2 separate regions of the Gossypium hirsutum genome follow, and region 1 is linked to region 2. The links are chromatin contacts, called in public Hi-C maps. All regions are on one chromosome and are shown on one strand. Each heading gives the region's core, a stretch centred on a gene start, on an enhancer-like site or on the middle of the called end of the contact. The rest is flanking DNA. Distances are from core to core; before and after follow the strand shown. Region 1 holds the start of LOC107890850 (protein MOTHER of FT and TFL1). Region 2 overlaps LOC107890851 (V-type proton ATPase subunit B 1).

Evidence for each region. A called contact is a pair of places that touch in the nucleus more often than the background predicts.
Region 1: a contact with region 2 is called in a Hi-C map of leaf, with 3 times the contacts expected there. The contact joins the promoter of LOC107890850 here to the enhancer-like site in region 2. A contact is called at or near these places in 3 of 34 Hi-C or Micro-C datasets (all in leaf).

The regions. Positions count from the first base shown.
Region 1 is chrD09:47,669,864-47,672,563 of Gossypium_hirsutum_v2.1, reverse strand. LOC107890850 (protein MOTHER of FT and TFL1) reads right to left here and starts at 1,319. Exons shown (of 4, transcript XM_016815427.2): 1 at 977-1,319; 2 at 750-811; 3 at 605-645. The coding sequence starts at 1,171.
Region 2 is chrD09:47,633,358-47,636,057 of Gossypium_hirsutum_v2.1, reverse strand. LOC107890851 (V-type proton ATPase subunit B 1) reads right to left here. Exons shown (of 15, transcript NM_001326776.2): 15 at 2,568-2,700. Among protein-coding and RNA genes, the nearest start is that of LOC107890851, 8.1 kb to the right of the region's middle. Within about 2 kb of position 1,292, at least 7 of the 9 cell types and tissues checked have an H3K27ac peak or open chromatin away from gene starts, as enhancers often do. A contact at or near this core is called in leaf, where this site is marked.

The DNA of each region.
Region 1 (2,700 bases), core at 70-2,569, 36 kb before region 2:
GCAGATTGCAGTGAGTGTCAGTGATATATAGATTACATAGTAAAAGGAATTTTGGTGGCGGACAACATTTGTTAGGGTTGTATTGGATCTTTGACAGATTTAACAATGAATTCAACTCAAATTCTACTGCTGCAAATTGCAAATTGTTTATCTAAGCTTTATGCTAGATGTATTTTCAACACCCATTTTTTTCTTTTTATTAATTATTCTAGTAAACACATACACACGGAAAGTAGTAATTTACTTCTTTTCTTGTGTCATTTAACCTAGTATGAGATGATTTTTCAAACAACTTTGTTGTTTAATTTTGTACTCATAATTTACTAAAAATAGATATAACCCACTTGATTTAATAAGAAAACCAGATTATAATTGTCTCGGAAAATTTTCCCTCGGGATGCATGCATGCATGCAAGAATTGGTTTAATCTTGGCTGAGATAAAAGAGAATGAAAAGAAAATCACAGTAAATATCATCATAAATAATTCTGCTACAATTTCTCTTCTTTACAGCAGAATCAATCGAAATAATAAAGTTAAAAATATGGCAATATTCTGAAGAGGGTATAATAAGACAATATAAATACATAGAGAGTTGTTTATACCTCGAGTGGGGTTGGTTCCTCCAGGAATGTCAGACACGATCCTGAAACAGCGACGAAAGCAAATTGCGTGATGGTTTACGAAATGATCAGCAACATGATTACAAAATATTTTCTCAAAAACAAGGGGGGGCGGGAAACAACGTACCAGTGAACCCATTCACGCATGGTTGGCTCGCTGGGACTTGGCGCATCAGGGTCAGTCATCACCTGGTTTAAATCATCACCAGCATGCATCATTAATTGTCAGCCTCACTCAGAGACATATCGACAAGCATTAAACAATCATACCCTCCCTCTCTCTCAAACAAATTACACTAAAAACAGTGCAGAAAGATAACCCAATTCCCAATTGGTAAAAAAAAAAAAACGAACCAAAGTATAAAACTGGTCAGGAAGGCCATCGATGGCAACTTTGGGAGGGTTGATAGCCATAGAAGGCTTAATGTCACATCCGTTAGAGACGTGCTTGGAACCATAGTAGACGGACATGGTGACGGTGGGAACGAACATGTCGACAACATCGCCAATGACACGACCAACAACGAGAGGATCAACGGAGGCAGCCATGGGAGAAAGAGGAGTGGGGGTGGGGTGCAGTGTGGAAGAGACAAGGGAGAGTATATAAAGAGGTGTGAAAGGGGTGAGAAGGGTGGGGTTAGATTAGTGTGACGTAGGTGGCATGCATAGGCCATTAAAAAGTTCTTGCAGGCAGTGACTGCCACGTGCGTTCCCTCCCAGCTGTGAAAAAAACCTCCCTGCTTTTCTTTTTCCTTTTGTAGCCCAGAAAGCAACCAATTTATGCAACAAATTTCTACTTTGTATATTTTTTTTATATTTCCCAAATTTTCAATGGAAATTTTTTATATTAAAATATTCCTAATTTAAGCTTGTAAAATTTCAATGTATAATTTTTTTGAATAAAATATGTTTGGAGTACTCTGCAATTGAAAATGTAACAAATGTGTGATTTATTTATATATTAAACTTTTTCTTTACTATATATAACCGTTTATGGAATTTTAAATTTTTTTATAACATAATTTTCCATTAAAAAAAATTGGCGATGTTGATTATAAGTTTGGATTAAATTTGTTTTAAAAAATATATATTTAAAATTACTCATTATTTCTTTTTTATTTATTGATATGAGTATGTTTCAGTACACTTAAACTCACATTATCTTATTGGCTACCATATTTATGCCAATCAAATTAATATTCAATCAGATTAAAAGGAATTTTTTTATCAAATTACCCAATGCATTTAATAAATTTGAAAAGACTAAACAAAGCCTTAAACCTTGCATCGCGTCCAGCTGTCAAACTACCAGCAACCCGGATGGGCGGTGCTTGGGGCTCCTAAAGCAATAAACAACATTCCTAAAAAAACATACATTAAGAAATGGGAAACTAAAACGTCCTAAACACGCAAAGCAAAAAAACAGTCCTAATAGCAGTTTAGCTTTTTCTGAAATTTCTTCTCTCCTTTCTGCATCAGATGATGAAAAGTGTGAGAACTAGTAACCATCAATCTAAAATCCTTAACTATTCGAATCTTCCATTCTCACAACCCACCGAGATTCTTCAAAGTTTCAAAAAGCCCTACAAATCCTCCGGTTTAAGTGCACAACTCTCTCACCAGACATCCGCTAGCCTCTGCCATCGGCCTTGATTGATTATATGTACTTTTTTTTTCGGTATGTTTAAAATTATTCGTAGTTCATTTTCAATCCATAAATAGAAAAATAATACGTTTTAGAACACTCGAACTCATATCCTTTTATATTGGCTATTATGTTCATACCAATCGAGCTAAGATTCAATCTAAAAGGAAAATTTTAAATATAATATTTGATTAAAATCTACTATTACTTTTGTGCTATATGTAAGTTATAGGTTTAATTTCTGTATTTTAATTTGATTATTTTTAGTCAATATATTTGTAGAATTTTAGAATTTCAATTCTAACCAATGATAGTTATCAAATTCGTTAAATTAAAAGTTTCTATTTCTAAAATCTAATATAACAAACATATTGTCTTAATATAATTTTAATATAACACTATGTTATTTTGTTATTTTAAATTTTGAAAAATA
Region 2 (2,700 bases), core at 43-2,542:
TAAATAGACTAAAATACCCTTAAATATTATAATGTATTTTAATTTTTTTTTTTGTAATTTCCCTAACCAAGTCAAGAGTTTAAAAAATAAAATAGATATTATATATATATAGTAAGGTATTGGTGGGTTTTAGGTAAGTTACAATTTTTTTTTATTAATTTTTCTTTTGACACGTCAACAACTTGAAATATATCATTTTTTTTCCTTTAAATTTTTAATTGATTACTTATTGATTTTCTCCATAAAATTATTCATCATTTATTATGTGAAATTAAATAAATAGAAGTTTCATGATATCTAAATCCATGACCCTTTCAAAAAAAGTTTATACAATAGACTATATTTCTTTACTTTGATGTTTTAATTATTTTTTACTTTAATTAACTTTAATTTTAGTTTCTTAGATCAAATCTTGCAAAATTAAAAAAAAAATAACTTAAATGGTTCTTTTTTAAATTGTTTAAAATTTTACATAAATATTTTTATGCATTTATCCATATTTAAGTTATTTAAGATGTGCCAATATTTTATTAGTGTATAAAAATTAATTTTTTAAAAAATAATTCTAATATAAATGATTCGGTTAACAACTTTTTAAAAGCAGGCGAGCAATTACGCATGAAAACATTTGTATTTATTTTGAAATTATTTTTACACAACATCATTTTCTATTCACACTCATCCTAATTCTAAAAACAAGAGAATATTTAGAAGGGAATATATGGAAAGAGGTTTGAATCAAATGTAGATGTGCATGCTTGGGAGATTAAATTTGTATTTGGTTTGGGATTGTAACATAATTGGAATAAATCACTTCTGTTCTCTTTAATTAAATTTTATTTAATATTACACTCAAGTACTATAGTTTTGTAGAAGGAGAAAGATTGCTTTCCTGATAAAGCAATTTTTCTTTCCATCAAGCGTTCGTCCTTGAGTGGAACTTTCTAAGACCTTCTCATACTTTGAATGACCCTCCCTTTTCACAATATTTTATAATTCTCTTTCGGTCACCTACATTTGGCTTCTCTTTCTCTAAAGCGTTTTTTAGTTTTCTCGTCTTTCTTGCGTTGGTTTGCATGACCTTGGACAACGACAGCAAAGAAGCCATAAAAAGACATAGTTCTGGGTGACCTAGAAAATGAAACATTGATCACACTTGAGTTGGAATCATACGTTAAAGTCGATGGTCGAATCAGGGGAATTTCGTTGATCTGCAAAGTGGTATATGATTGTGAAATAAATAAATAAATAAAACGGGGCCTATGGTCATGGTGGGCCGTGGGTGCACATCTTAAACGAAGGTATGGCCATGGGCGGTTGAAGATCCTAGCGAAATGCGCGACCTTGAAGTTAGAAACATGCTACCGTTTGTGTTTAAAAGAGAGAGGGAACAAAAGAAGCTAATTGGGTCAGCCACCTGATCACTTGATCCTCAAAGAGAGGAAGCATCAAGGAGGTTCATCTTTCAACATCTACATCTAGCAAAGAAACAAAGGCTCATGGGACCAAATGTGGGTCTTAAAGTTGAAAACCCTCTACCCAACAACTTCAAGCTTCGCAAAACTGACAACGATCTTATTACGGTAGTCTTTGAACATGAAAGGTTTGTGTTATGCATGTGGAAGGTTAGGTCACGCCTTTAAAAGTTGGAGGTCCACCACCAAAAAAATCAAGGTGGAAAAGATTTATGGTGACTAGATTCATGCCTTACCCATCAGCAAAAAGGAGTTTGGTGATCAAGCAAACCTTAGCCAAAGCAAAGATGATGACGAGGATGATGAAGTGAAAATGCTGGTGGGAAATGAAGTTCACGCACGAGAAGGAAATGTGAGAGAAACGAAATATCAGGACTGGAAAATCTTTTGCACATTAAAAATGGAAGGAGCTAGTGAGGTAGACATTCAAAATGATGCATCTGAGAAAGCATTAATGCAATCCGATGGAAAGGAGCCAGATAGGATAGCTGGCGCGAATGTCTCTGATAAGATTGGGGATCGAACGAGCATATATTACTTGCTATGTTTTATGTTGTATGGAGGTTTGGCTCCACTCCATTAGTTTTTCATTCAATAATATCCAATGCATATTTAATCATCGTTCACAAATTGATTTCCACCACATTTAATAAATGAATCCTACACATTTGAATGGTAATTATTGGATATTAATGGATAATAAAATAATGAAGTGAATTTTAAGCCATGGTTGTATGGTACTTATTGCTTATATCATTGGTTGAGAGTCGTTGCTTATATACTATAATCCTTTCGGAAGGATCACCCTTCCGGCTGACCAACGTCTCACCACTGTCAATGCATCGTTGGTCATTTGATGGTTGAGCCTAAATCATAGCATAACCATAAGGTAGGCTTTTGGTTTGTCAAATCATGGTTCTGATTAAACATATGCTGCCTTTGGAGGTCGAGTTATACAGTGATGCAACCATTTTGTATGTATATAGTTGCTTAGGCTGCTTTGTCTCTTGTTTTCCATATGTACTGCAATCGATGGGCTAGAGTCTTTGATAAATGAAACAATGTTTCTATGATTGCCCAAAAAGACAAAAATAAAAAATAAAAACATTATTCAACATAACAGCACAAGTCGTCCACCGTCTCCCTTATTTTCATCTTCACATAAAAACCAATACAATACAAAGCAAAACTCTGAAAATAAATTGAAGAGAAGAAAAGCAGCTAA